Linked DNA regions of Hordeum vulgare: region 1 is linked to region 2. The links are chromatin contacts, called in public Hi-C maps. All regions are on one chromosome and are shown on one strand. Each heading gives the region's core, a stretch centred on a gene start, on an enhancer-like site or on the middle of the called end of the contact. The rest is flanking DNA. Distances are from core to core; before and after follow the strand shown. Region 1 holds the start of LOC123452648 (type I inositol polyphosphate 5-phosphatase 4-like). Region 2 holds the start of LOC123398783.

Region 1 (7,491 bases), core at 3,611-6,110, 140 kb after region 2:
CTTTGAACGGAGCCGGAGAAGCTAGCTAGCCAGCAAAGCTAAGCGAATCCAGGATTCTACCACCGCCGCCTGCACGCCTTTCCCAAAAGCCGTGGCGGGTAATGATCAATGGTCAATCCATCCGAACGTGCATCATTGATGCTTGCTTGCTTGCCTCCTCGCTTACCACTGCTCAGCATGCATGTACAGGCCACAGCACAGCAGCACAACACCATGATCGATCGGCCAAGGCGAACTGCTCCGTCCATCTTTTTCTGACCAGTTTGCCAGCCAACTGCCTCTGCCAAGGAGCACTCATTCGCGTCCCAACTCGACGGAAACAACTGGCTAGTTTTCTTCTCGATCGCTGGCATGGCATGAGGGATAATCCAGAGTCCAAGGGAAGCACAAGTGGATCCTAGGTTTCCTCAAGACGCATAGTAGTAGTAGTAGTAGTAGTAAAATTAGGCAGCGCGATTACAGATCGAAGCGTGGCACGTACGCACGGGACCAGCCATTGGCATGCATGGAAGAACAGAACGGCCGGAGACGCATGATACGTACGGGGACCAGCCATGCATGAACTGCGCCTCAAAGCAAGATCCTATGCTGCCCTGGCCAGTGTGCAGCGCCATGGATCGGAGAGTAATTAAACTAAGCTAGTTGTTGCTTTGGGAACTAAGCAGATAGGGTTAGGAAGGAAGCAAACAGAATGATCCTTCCTTGGAGTAGGGCGAGCGGCGCGCGGACCCATCGGCGAAGCTGCCGCGGATGGCCGGGGCAGGGCAGGGGTCTAGATCGGAACGACGGGGGCTCCATGGCTGTCTCACAGACAGATGCATGCCTGCCCGCGCCCATCATGCACCCACCATGTAATCCTACCCATAAGCAACGCATGTTTACTCGTGCATGCATCATCCATCATGTGGGTTATGTGCATTCCTGATCGACATGATCTACCATGTTGCTGGGTTACCTAGCCAGCTTAATTACTGCTGCTACCCGGTGATCATATCGGCATATGGAACGAGGGGTTCGGGTGCGTCACACATGCATCATCTGCGGCAGCGGCAATGAGTCGGAGACGGCCACTGTTAGAAAAAATTGGCTAGCTCGATGGCATTGACGTTGTGGCTAACATTTTCACCTTTTTCTCAAACTAGCGACTGCGAAATAATTATCAAAAATTCCACACTAGTTAAGAATGGTACGTTCGTGACATCGCAATTGATGCAAGTACAGAATGTTGAGGGGATATTTGATCGGATGACACTATCAACACGGCGATGTCAAATAGTAACAATATTAGTCTTCTTTGTTACTTTTTTTTTGCCTTTTCCGTCCGTATAATTAAAGATCGTACGTTCGGGGGGTTGCTCTTCGGAAAAACCTGTAGGTATTGCCGTTTCGGATATGGGTGTGAAAGCCATGCTGACGGCCTGACGCGACACATCATATGTAGATGGCAGGACGGACGTGCCTTGCATGTATATATAGGTCTGGAATGGGAGATACTAATATGTACGCAGGCTAGGCTAGCTGCTCCTCGAGCATGCATGGCTAGTTAGCTATAGCTGTGTCCTAGTATGATCCTACCCCCCAAAGACTGATCGTGTAATCAAAGCTGCTCGACCGATCATCCATGCTTTCCATTCCTAGCTATCTATCCGATCACTATTGCGGATGCACTCGTACGTATTGTACCACGTACCTACCCGAATTAAACAGCGGGAAAGTTGTAGATGCACGTGTACGTACGCTTCTCCGTTCACTTGCATGCGGCGCCTGGCCGGGTAAAACAACAAACCTCTAAATTTTTGGTGCAACTCGATCGTGTGGTCTTCATGGTGTCATCTCATCTGCATGCTTGGCGCATGCCTGTACGCTTCAGGCTGTACGTGTCGACTAACGGGGAAGTAGCAGTAACCGATGGCTGCCCCTGAAACAGTAATCGCGTGACCGCACACGTGCATTTCTACACGATCAGGCATGCATGCACTCGCACGGTTCAGTCCAATTTTGTGGCGCCATATGCATGGCGTGGCTTCGAATTTTTTGGGTGGCCGTGCATGCATGCACTGGTTCGCATGTAGGCTACGTGAAGACAAACGTGAAAAGACTAAGCTCGACGTGGGAGTACTCAAACTCACGCTCACACATGCATTCTACCTATCGATTCTACCGGACACGTAGACCCATAATTCAGCCCGGGTTGCATTGCATGCATGCATGCAAAGGAGCGATCCATCGACGCCGTGCCCATAGTCCAAGGCCGCTACTACAGTACTTGCTTTGCCTCAATAGAAGCAAATTTTAAATACTATCCTATCAAAAAAAGAGTACTGCAGGCACGAAAATGCATGCTGACCCGCACCCTTTTTTGTGTCTAGCCATGTCGATATCAACCCCAGCGTGACCAGTCCACCAAAGATATTGTTTGGATCGAGTCGTCGATACGATACTATATGTCGATCTCGATCTCACTACCAATATCTAGCTTTTCGTGTGCATGTGTCCGAGAGATTTGATCTGCCTAGTTTGGAAAGGTCACTGTACGTCTCTTGCTACCATATCGTTCACAAATTAAATGAACGGTGGCAGCATGTTCAGTTCAAGTGCACTCTTGGTTGGCCGGATTATTCTCCCGTTACTCGAAGGAATCATGGGGACTTTTCATGTTTCGGGCTGGCAAAGAAATTTCGGAGAAAAAACCTCTCATGAGACTTTATCGATCCAACCCGAACCCGTTCAGACCTGAAACCATCCGTCGTTATGAATTGATAATTTATTTCAGATCTTTTTACTGCGTACTCACTGCATAAAGAAATTTTGTACTACGTATTCCCTTCATCTTCTAGGCACATTTGTATTAAATATAAACATTCTTAATTTTTTTATACCAAGAATTTACACGATAACCCTACAGGCTGCTTTTGGTTCTGGTTGGGTCATTTTTTCTTTCTTTCATCCGGGAGCAGCCAGCCACGTAAATGAGGCAGGATGTCGTTGTCACGAAATCATTTTGGAAAGACAATGCAGCCATGGCATGCAAGCAATGCACACGTACGCACGCGCACGCATGCACCCATTCATCGGTGGTTTGCGTGCGAGGAGCCCCCATCGTCGATCGACCAAAGACCGATACAACCTGAGAATGATAGACGGTCAGGACGGAGAACACGACGCTGCAACATGTATGCACACGGTCGCGCGCCATGCATCCAGGGAAGTGCGTGCCAGAAGAAGAATGGTAGTATGGATAGCAACAGCCTTGTCGGCGTCAGGGTGTGTGACGCACGCGTGTGTGGCCTGTGCGGCTGTGGCACCACCGGCGGAGGCGTCGATCGAGGGAGAAAACCAAACGGAAGCGGCGGGTACACGCACGCACATACCGACGCGACAAGGAAAAACACCACGCTCAGGGCCGGGGCCGCAGGGCAGGAGCCAGCAGAGCCCACGAGCCGGGGTTCCTTTCTCTTCGGCCAGCTTAGCTAGTGTGCGCCACGTAAACCCAACCCCTGAAATCTTTGCATATTTGCGCAGAGGAAACCATACGTGGCTTTCATTTCTGGGTGTGCGTAGACGCATGCATGCACGCACCGGTTTGCAAGTACCTCTGTGAATAGCCCGCAATAATAATAATAATAATAATAAAACCCCTTTGTGAATACAAACGTACGGGCAAATACCAAGCTTTTTGTTCTTGTAGAGAAAAGGTTGATACCATGGGACATGCACGCTATCGAACACGTAGACCCATAAAGCCGGGGTCGCATGCATGCAAAGCAGCTATCCGTCCATATCCATGGACACCATGCCCGACGTCTAATACCAAGCTCGCTCGCCCGCCCGCTTGCTTCAGTAAAAGCAAAGTTCAAACAGCTGCTTCCACGAAGTGTGTGCTGATTCTGTAGTACTTCTAGTACCTTTTATCGTGCGCAAGCGCAACCCTGCCGATCTCATCTCGGCGCCACTGTGCCAGGTCCGACCGAGGCATTGTTCAGGGGTAACCTTTTGTGCGCATGCGTCCAAGGTTTGGTCACAGCCTGCTTTGAAAGCCACCGTACGTCTCTTGCTAATCAACGGTGCAAAATGTTCTCCCGTTACTAGAAGTAAGTAGGAAATCAACGAGACGGTACCTTTCACCTTTGAGGGTCGTGAGGAAAACCCAGAGAAAAACCCGGTCAGTAAAACTTGCCCGTTCAGACCGTGCGTCGATCGTGTTGGGAGGAGGTGATGAAACCTAGCTCTTAACAGCGTTGATCGATGGATGGATGTAATAAACCGAGGAGTTTTTAGTTTTTACACGAGAAGTTGCGCCAAAAAAAAAAATGGAAGCACCGGCACGCGCACGTGCGCGGCGCGTCCACGGCGAGAAAGTGTGCGAGGGAGAAGAACGGTTCCCTCCCTCGGCGCGAGAAGCACGGAGCAGTAAAAACTCTGGTGCCGGGCCCGTGCGCCACGTGGGTCCCGCCCGTCATCGCCAGCGGGAGAGGACACGGCCAGAGAAATGGAAACTGGCACGTGCAGACGCGCACCCGTCCGCCTGCCTCACTGACGGTGGGGTACAGACGCGCTCCCCATCCGGCAATTGTGCATCAAACGAAATCACCGTTTTCGTTTTGGGAAAGACATGACCCGCGGTATATGGCATGTCACCAATGCCCACGCACCCACGGCTAGCCTACGTTGCACCGCCCAGCTGCCATCTCCTTCCCTTCCCCCCCTCCCGTGCTGGCCGTGCATGCCCACCTTTTCCTCCTCCCGAGTCCCGAGCCCGATTGCAGCACAGTAGATTATATAAGCTCGGCATTAGCAGGAGCACTAACGCAGAGCAGAGGGGGAGGAGAGAGGGAGAGGATAAAAGGGAGGGCTCCAGCGAGCGAAAGCAGACGAGGGTGATCAGGAAGCCCGCAGTCTCTGGCCCTCGCCCTCGCCCTCGCCGCAACCGGACACGCCATTTTCTTTCTTTTCCTCGGCTTTTCTGCTGGCTGCTTGTGTGTTGCACACCGACCACTACCAGTACGCCCGCCTCGCCGCATACATACAAGCCTCGCCCTCGCCCTCGCCCGCAGCACCACTCTAGACCCAACTCCCAGCACCACTAGCCTTCACTTCAGTAACGCCCCCGGCCACGAGCCTCCCTCCAGTGTGATTCGGTTCAGGGCATACCCAAACCCAAGCAAGCTCGCCGTCGCCGGTTCAACCGGCATTGCTTCCTCGGTTCCGCTGGGTGGGCGGTTCTTGGCCGTGGTTGAGCAGGATTCGCGCGTCATCCCCGGCAGCGGCAGGCCAGATTGGCGGCGGCGGCGCTCGATTTGGTCCGAGATTTGGGGGGCTTGCCCTGTTCGGGGTCCGGGATTCCGTGGAACCCAGAGGCAAATCGGCCCCTTCCAGATTTGGAGAGCTTTTCTTGCGCGGCCACACCTTCCATAGCAGAGCACAGAGGGGAGAGGAGAGGGGAAGATAGAGTCGGGGGCGGCGTCAGTCCGGCGTGGATAAATTCGGTCCTGCTGCTCCAGGTTCAGCGCCCTCTCCGCCTTGCTATGAGACAGCAATGAGGGAGGAGATCAACAAGAAGAGCAAGGTGCGTGCGTGCCTGCCTGCCCGCTCCAATCTGGGCCCCGAGCTGCGATTCATGTTCTCGCCGCCGTCGGTCGGTTTCGGTGGCTGATTCGTCTCTCAACGCGCAGGTCTCCTGGTCCAAATCCCTCGTCAGGAAGTGGTTCAACATCAAGGGCAAGGCGCAGGACTTCCACGCGGATTACGACGCCGCCACCCAGCAAGGTAAACATCCCCCCTTTCACCCAAGGATTTGGTTCATTTTTCCTATTCAAGGATTTATTGCGATAGCCTTTTGGATTTAAAAGTTCTAGCAGAATTAATCAAGGGTGCAGTACAGGCTAGCTCCAGGCACCTAGGAGTACTATACTTTTCTTGCATTGCGTTGCTTCCGTCGAGCTGGTTGCTCATCCGCTGCCGTGTGGTCTAGGGAGGTTCCCCTTTGTTGAATGCGGTTTCACATTCCCATCATCACCATCATCATCATCTTGCTCGTGCCTGTGATTTCTCACTTCCGTCGGACGTTTCCGGTCCATGTTCCAAGCATTGATTCAGAGACGCATTACCACCAGTCGGGTCCCCATCCAACAGAGTTTAGTTTTCTTCACATAGGACGCGGCCTCCTCCAAGCCTCAGTTCTTCCCTCGTCCGAAATCAATGGTGTCCAAGTACTTAGAACGTCCCAATCAACACGCCTTTTTCCCAAGCGACGCACGCAGCAGATGTTTTCTTTGTCCGGGGCTGCCTGGATTTTTGTTGTATGCCTCTCATGTCATTTCTTTTTACCGCGGTCAGGTTTCTACTTTTGATCCCAGAGATGAAGAACTACTGAAGAATCTTTCATTTTCCTTTGCATTTTTGCTGTCTCTCTTTGGTCTATGGCTAAATTTGTGTTAGTGACGCAGGACGGGATGGTGGTGATGAACCGAGGACCAGCTGCTCGCAGAGGGACGCAGGCGCTGCCAAGAAAAGCAGAACCGGTACAGTTAAAGCGTTTGGACCACGCTTCCCTCTCCCCCTCTCTCTTTCTTCGGACATCAAAATCGCAGCTACCTCTTTTCTTTCCTTGTTGCTGCTTGGTCAGAGCTCTCTTTTTACCTGCTATGCCTCCTTTGCCAAACTGATATAAGTTTAGACAATCAACTCCTCTGATTGTTTTTTTTTTTTTTGGAGCAACCCGACTTATCTGATTGTTCATTACTCTGTTTATGTTGTTCCTTATGGGCCTACTGCAGAACGGTCGCTGAAGCGGAATGTCGATCGCGTACGCAGATCAAGGAATGAGTTCGATGTGTCACGCCTCACAGAAGCTCAAGATTACAGGTACCGCCTGTTCACTGTCTGTATTTCTTTGCTTGTAGTAATAGGGTATTCGATGCAATACTGTTCATATTATTCAGATCATAGTTACCACAGTTAGTTTTCGCAATTTTACTTTGCTGGTGCATTCTGGTTTAACATTATTTTGCTTCCTTATCTGTGCAGAATCTTTGCCTCGACCTGGAATGTTGGTGGTAAATGCCCATCAAGGGGGTTAGATTTAGATGATTGGCTCCATTCTTCACCTCCTGCTGATATCTATGTGCTCGGGTATGGACTGTCAAAACCTCTGAGGCCTTCATATTGTAAATTTTGTACATTAAATATTGTGCTCTTGAGCTATGTCCTCTAACGATACTTTTCAACCTTTTGCAGATTTCAAGAAATTGTTCCTTTGAATGCTGGAAATGTTCTTGGTACCGAAGACAATGTTCCAGCAAAGAAGTGGGTATCGCTTATTAGGAGGACACTGAACAAGAACCCTGGGCCTAGCAGTCATGGTGGCTATCGCACTCCATCCCCTGTCCCTGATCCGGTTGTGGAACTAGATGCTGATTTTGAGGGATCATTGAGAAGACAGGATAGCTCATCATTTTTCCACCGTCGGTCATTCCAGAACCTTAGTCGGAG
Region 2 (7,351 bases), core at 4,376-6,875:
ACAGCCGAAGTATACGGTATTGTTTTCATTTCATCGAGCTGGTACTTATTCTTGGGACATTAGTGATTCCCAAAACTATCACCCTTGACTATTGGAGCAGGCGTGGCTTTACATTTGTGCATATTATACTTTTGGAGAACTTTCTCTAAATATGCTTTCTGTGAAAGTCCTAAGACTCCATTTTTCCTGTCTCGGTGAATTTCAATGCCCAAAACATATGATGCATCGCCAAGGTCTTTCATGTCAAAGTTCGAGGATAAAAACTTATTTGTCTCTTGTAGTAAACTAATACCATTGCTTGCAAGCAAGATATCATCCACATACAAGATTAGGAAAATATATTTCCCATGTTTAAACTTTGCATAAATGCAATTATCCTCAACATTTTCTTGAAATCCAAACCTTTTAATAGTATCATTAAACTTTATGTACCACTGTCTAGAGGCTTGTCTTAGCCCATAAATGGATTTCTTTAGGCGGCATCCCATGTTTTCCTTGCCTTCCATGATAAAACCCTTGGGTTGTTTAATGTAGACATCTTCTTCTAAATCTCCGTTTAGAAATGTCGTCTTTACATCCATTTGATGCAGCTCTAAATCAAAATGAGCAACTAGTGCCATTATGATTCTGAAGGAATCCTTACAAGAGACTGGAGAAAAAGTCTCATTGTAATCTATTCCTTCTCTTTGCGTGAATCCTTTTGCCACAAGTCGGGATTTATACTTATCAACATTCCCATTAGAGTCATACTTCGTTTTGTATACCCATTTGCAGCCTACTGTCTTTGCTCCTTTAGGAATGATCTCTAAGTCCCAAACATTATTGGAACTCATCGATTTCATTCTCTAAGTCCCAAACATTATTGGAACTCATCGATTTCATCTCATCTTCCATTGCCTCTAGCCATTTTGGTGAGTGAGGGCTTTTAATGGCTTCTTCGTATGTGGTGGGATCACCATCCATATGAACCATTTCCGTGTTATAGACTTTATAATCAGTAGAAATAGCAGGTCTTCTTGTTCTATCAGACCTTCTAAGTGCCTCATTGTCTGGCACACTTTTTACTTTTTCTTGCTGCAATTCCCTTGTATGATCAACAACGGGTTCGGTCGGCTCCTGAAGGACAGGTTCTGGGTCTTCTTCCATAGTTGTCATCGTTGGAGTCATAGCTGGTAGCGAGAAAAATGGCTCTTGAATCATCGGAATGGGTGCATGCACCCTTTTCTCCTCAAGATCAATTTTTCGAGCTACCATGCTCCCCCTCATCATTTGTCTTCTAAGAAGACAGCATGTCTCGTTTCTACAAACTTTGTGAATCTGTCTGGACAGTAGAAACGAAAACCTTTTGATCTATCAGGGTAGCCAATGAAATGGCAACTCACTGTCTTTGGATCTAACTTTCCAATGTTTGGATTAAACATTTTGGCCTCAGCTGGACATCCCCACACTCTGAAGTGTTGCAGGGATGCCACTCTTCCTGTCCACAGCTCGTGCGGTGTTTTGGGCACCGACTTGCTTGGTACTCTGTTGAGAATGTGAATGGCGGTTTTAAGCGCTTCCATCCACAATCCCAATGGCATGTCGGAGTAGCTCATCATGTCGCGCACCATATCCATGAGGGTACGGTTGCGCCTTTCAGCTACTCCATTTTGCTGAGGCTCGCCCGACATTGAATACTGGGTGACAATGCCAGTCTCCTGCAAGAACTTTGCAAAAGGTCCAGGGACTTGGCCATATGGTGTGTGTCGACCGTAGTACTCCCCCCACGGTTGGACCTCACAATCTTAATCTTTTTGTCAAGCTGATTTTCAACTTCAGCTTTGAATATCTTGAATTTATCCAATGCCTCATTTCTTTCTTTGATTGGATAAATGTAACCGAAGCGGGAGTAATCGTCTGTGAATGTTATGAATGAATCATAACCATCCACACTTTTCATAGGAAACGGTCCACAAATATCAGTGTGGATTATTTCCAGTGTTCCCGTGCTTCGGTTTGCACCTTTCTTTATCTGTTTTACATATTTTCCTTTAATGCAATCTACGCATTGCTCTAAGTCAGAGTACTCCAATTTTGGAAGAATTTCGCTTTTGATTAACCTTTCTATTCTCCCCCTGGAAATATGGCCCAATCGACAGTGCCATAGTTTTGAGGAGTTGTGAGTTCTCTTTCTTTTCTTTTGCTCGTTGTTCGACGAAGAACTTGGCACATTCACATTATTTGCATAATTCACTTTATCATGAATTGATAACAAATAAAGCTTATCATGAAGAAAGGCATTGCCTACATAATCATTATTGTATCACACGGTACATTTACCATGTCCAAAAACACATTGATAATTGTCTTTGTCTAAGCACGACACACTTATTAAGTTCCTATTACATGAAGGCACAAAAAGAACATCACTAAGCAGAAGCGTGAATCCTTCGGTTAGCTCCAAGGAGACGTCACCTACAGCTTCAACTTCTGCTTGGACACCATTCGCGACTTCAATACTTCTTTCGTTTTGGCACATGATCCTCGTCGAACTGAAACCCTGTAAAGAGTTTGCAACATGAACAGTTGCACCTGAGTGAATCCACTAAGTAGATTTTGAAAACTTTACATACAGAGATTCATTTACTAAGGAAACAATAAAGTTACTTCTCTTTGCCATGAAGACCTTTAGCCAGGCAGCACAGTCCTTCTTGTAGTGCCCGGTTTTCTTGTAGTACATACAAGTGTCCTTGTCTACTGTTATTGGCTTTGGCTGATAATAGACGGGAGCCTTGCCTTGGAGCTTGTTCTGTGGTTGGAGGGAGAATTCAGATTAGGTGGGAAAACCTTTTTCTTTTCCTTCACATAGTTAAGGGAGACACCATGTGAAGCCTTAATCCTCTCCTCCTCTTGTGAGCACATTGCGATGACCTTTTCAATATCCCAAGTCTCGGGCTGCATGTTGTAGTTGACTACAAAGGTCTCGAACTCCTTAGGCAACGAAGCCATGACCAGGTGGACGAGGAGAGTTGGCTTAATCTCCAAGTCCGCGTCCATCGGCTTAAGCTTGGCTGCGGTGTTGCTCATCCTGAGGATGTGCTCCCTTATGCCATGCCCACCTCCATTATAGCTCTCTGTCACCAGTTGTTTGATCAAGTGGGTGGCATAGGTCTTAGAAGAGCCACTAAACTGACTCTTTATCTTGTTGAGCATCTCCTTTGCGGTAGGGCACTCTGCTACCGAGCCCAAGATAGTGGTCTCAATAGTGTTCTTAATAAACGCCAAACATTTCTTGTTGGCATTTATCCATAACCTATTACGTATAGAGTAGGACATGTCCTCTTTGCCACAATCCCATTGCTTTTTCTCCCAGCTTTCATCATCCTCGTCAGCATCTCTGACTGGTTCTGTTGGTGCAACTGGTTGTGGTTCCTCCAGAACCCAGTCCACCTCAGTAATGCACAAAGCCATATCAACCTTCTTTCTCCACTCAGAGTAATTATTCCCTCTAAGCGTGGGAACATCCTTGAGGCAGCTCATCAGATGAAAACCACCTACAATCACCAAATGAACGAAATCAGTATGACAATTATATGCATTAAATAACGTTGGTTAAAATAATCATACAATTGTCCATGCAAATAAATCCACATTACCATTGGGCAAATGATAGAAATAAAAGCATCCTTTGGCAATATGCAACATGACCATGTCATTAATCAACGTCGGTCAGAATAATAGCATGACCATATTCCATATTGCATATAGCAGCGGAAAGCGTGAAATAAAAAATCATATGCCATTTTAACTTTGCAGAAAATTAATTCTGTTATTTAAAATAAAATTCGTGAACTTTATAACTCAGTTAATAAAGATCACTTATTTTTCCTTCTCTGAAAAACTATTTTATTCTCAGAAATCTTTTTTACTTTTCTTTTCAGAAAAATAAAATAACAATTCTGTCATAATTGACAGAAATTTGAACATTTTCTAATCATGTTTTCATAGGAAATTTTTTTCCTAGAAAAAACTTTTTAAATATGCCTAAAGACAGAACCTGAAAATCCTTTAAATAAAGGAAAATGGCCGAGGCCTCTTTCTCCCTTGGGCCGGCTTCGGCCTGGCGCCTCCTCCCGCCGGCCCGCTCGGTTCGGCCTGGGGCCACCTGCCGCGGCACGACGCTGCTCACTGTAGGCGGGCCGGCCTTCAGCCATGGCCTGGCAGGCCCAACTGGCCCGACACTGCCTAGGGTTAGCACAAGGGGGGATCCCAGCCGTCCAGATGGATCCGACGGTCCCCCGTGCTCCTCGCTATGAACAAAAGGGGTGAACCCGGCTAGAGGGAGAAACCCTAAGGCATTTCCCCCCAGCCCGCCGCTCTCCCTCTCGGATATCTCGTCCCCGTCGCCCTGGCCTACCGAGCACGTCGCCCACCCCGCTCGCGAGATGAGCCGCAGCTCCGGTCGCCGGTGTCGGCAACGAGAGCGGCCGCGCATCTCGCGCTCGCCCTTCTTGCCTGCTCGCCTCGGCCTCTTTCTCTCCTGCGGAATCTCGCCCCACGCGCTCTCTCCTCTGGCCGTGGCGGTTGCGAGGTGGAGGTGGCCGCCGGCCGTGGCGACCATGGGTCCCGTGCCGCGCGTGCTTTGCACTCCACCCCCTTCCCATGGCGGTTCCTTGAGTGACGTGGTGGCCGAGGCCTTTCTTTCTCCTGAGTCCGCCCCCTATTACTGCTTGCCGGGGTCGTGGCCTTCCCCTCGTCGGCTGCGCACACACCTTGCGATGGGTGCGCCGCCGTCGAGCGGTCCGCTGCGGCCCCTTCGTTTTCCTTTTCTTGTCTCAAGAGAGAGAGTGACGGCATGACCGGGGCGGAAAGCATCTTTATTGCCACCCCCCTCGCCTGTGGCGCATCCGCCTTGCGGCGGACGCGCCGCCGTCGAGGGATTTGGTGATGAAGTCCTATGCCCCCGTGGGAATCCTTGTTTTTCTTTGCATGTTCCTCTCTCCCTTTCTTTTTTCTTTTCTTTTTCGGATTCGATCCGATTTCCTTCTTTTCGATTTCGTGTTGGATTTTGATCCGAACTTTGCCTCCGAGGAGGTAGGTATTTCCCCACACCTCGGCTTGCTGATGCGTGTGGGGATCGAGAGGAACAGGCGCGGCCTTGCGGCGGCGCTTCTTTCCTGACGAGGCCCAATACCATCTTCGGTGCTTGCCCATCTAGGGTTCATGTGGGGAGGGAAATTTTCCTCTTTGGTTTCTTTCACCGAAACACATCTTAACCTAGTGGCTCAAGATACCATTGATAGATCCTACGGATCGACTACGGTAGATGGGTCACGGTAGATCACATGTAATTACCTTGTCCGGAGCCGGATGAGCCCGCACCGTTCTTCATCGGTCTGGTGGCGACGACGGTGATGGAGAAAGGAGGTTAGGCGTGGGTGAAGCTTCCCGTAAACACCGTGCTTAACCTAGATCGGATAGGTATGTCGGTAGGGGTGTGACGACGACGAATCTTGTAGTTCGTGCCCGACACCTCCACCGTCATTTATATAACGCGGGTCACAGAGGCCCACCAACCATAATGGGTTGGGCGCCTCCGATCAAGACGCATAGATCAAGGCCCGGTGGACCGTTGAGCCCAGAGATCAAACCTAACAGTATCGACCTGGGACGAAGAAAAGTAGACCAAACCAGAAACCACATCGCATACGAACACGACTCTAAACCACCCCATACCCAGCCCGAAGCTACGTTTCCGCGACAATAAACGGCGGCAGTCCATCGATTGCTGGACTACCGAACCGAACCATGATCCCATCCATGCGCCGCGCAAAGCGGCCGCGGCCCCTTGGCGATCTCCCACGAAACTGGGCGGACCTCGGGGACGGGCCGGCCGGCCTGATCGCCGAGCTCGCCCTCGCCAACGACGTGGCCGACTACGTCCGCTTCCGGGCCGTGTGCCGGCCGTGGCGCCGGTGCTCGCCGGACCCGTGCGCCGGCGGCCTGAACTATCGCTTCCTCCCCCGCCGGTGGATAATGATCGACAAGGCTGTTGCCGGGCCTCGCCGCCATCGCTTCCTCAACGTATCCACCGGCGAGCGCATCCATATGGACATATTGGAGTTTGCCCAGCACAAGCTGCTCGCGCTCACCCCGGAAGGCCTCCTGCTGCTGCTCCACGAGCCCACCCTGGCCGCCCGCCTGCTCAACCCGCTCACGCGCCAGCTCACCGATCTCCCGCCGGCGACCGCGCTCTTCACACCAGAGCAGCATCGACATAGGGCCTTAGGTTTCAAGACGGAGCTTGATGTGACCGGCGTTGGCCTTTTTGTGGCGGCGGCAACGGCAGACGCGTCCACGGTGTCGGTGGCGATCAGCTTCTGCCGTCCCAGGGTGATCGCCGTCGCCAAGCCCGGCGACGAGAGCTGGACCGTCGTCGAGTACGACGAGCACATGGATTCGGCCCTGCCTTTTGCGGGCCGCTTCTACTGCGCCACCTGGAAGGGCGTCATGGTGCTGGACATGGGCTCAGATGAGCAGCCGCCACGGCTCCAGATGGTCGCCGACAGGAGGGAGGCCTTCTTCTTCGTCCATATGTCGGAGAGCCTCCACCTGGTGGACAACGGCGGGGAGCTGATGCTGGTGCACCGGAGGATGCGGCGCAACCACTACGTTGAGTTTCACAGGCAGTACGATGCCTACAAGGTGGATCTGGAAGCCGGGGCCCTGGTCCGGGCCAAGGGCTTCAACGGGCGCGCCGTGTTCATCGGCATGCACCGCGCGATTTCCGTGTCAGCTCAGGCCACCTTTCTCTCTGTCAAAGCCGATACGGTTTACAAATGTGGCGTGCGGACGGAGGCGTACAATATCGCAGATGGAAGCAGATGCGGCCGGATCACGGATGCCGAGGTCAACTTTCTAGCCCACTGCATCCAGGGCGTCGGCAAGCAACTTGCCTGAGCAAAGTCAACTTTTCTTTTCTACCAGATGTGTGATGTCCTTTCATCATACATAATAAAGTAGCAAAATAGTATGTTCTGTAATACCCCTTCCGTCGAGTGCGGACGTTTGGAGCTCGGCCTCCATGGAGGCCGAAATTTTTAAATAATTCAAAATTCAAATTTTTTGGTTTCAAAAAAATCTGAAAAAAATATGGAAGTAAAGAAGGATGTTATGCGTATGTGTGCAAAAATTTAGGATGAAATACCTTGAAATACGATCTGCACAAAAAAGACAAATTCATGACCTGAAATGATGAATAGTGTCATGTGTAAAAAAGCCTCAGATTTGTCTTTTTTGCACAGCCCTCATTTCAATGTATTTTTTTCTGAAAATTTACACACATGTGTGTTACGCCTTCACTTATCCCTGT

What was found. A called contact is a pair of places that touch in the nucleus more often than the background predicts.
Region 1: a contact with region 2 is called in a Hi-C map of seedling, with 2.3 times the contacts expected there. The contact joins the promoter of LOC123452648 here to the promoter of LOC123398783 in region 2. A contact is called at or near these places in 2 of 6 Hi-C or Micro-C datasets (leaf and seedling).

The regions. Positions count from the first base shown.
Region 1 is chr5H:545,063,165-545,070,655 of MorexV3_pseudomolecules_assembly, forward strand. LOC123452648 (type I inositol polyphosphate 5-phosphatase 4-like) reads left to right here and starts at 4,861. Exons shown (of 13, transcript XM_045129347.1): 1 at 4,861-5,566; 2 at 5,673-5,766; 3 at 6,447-6,521; 4 at 6,777-6,864; 5 at 7,027-7,131; 6 at 7,237-7,491. The coding sequence starts at 5,537.
Region 2 is chr5H:544,926,726-544,934,076 of MorexV3_pseudomolecules_assembly, forward strand. LOC123398783 reads left to right here and starts at 5,626. Exons shown (of 1, transcript XM_045093242.1): 1 at 5,626-7,106. The coding sequence starts at 5,788. The coding sequence ends at 6,939. It overlaps LOC123398782, which reads right to left and starts at 5,575. Exons shown (of 2, transcript XM_045093241.1): 1 at 5,335-5,575; 2 at 2,335-3,533. The coding sequence starts at 5,371. The coding sequence ends at 2,740.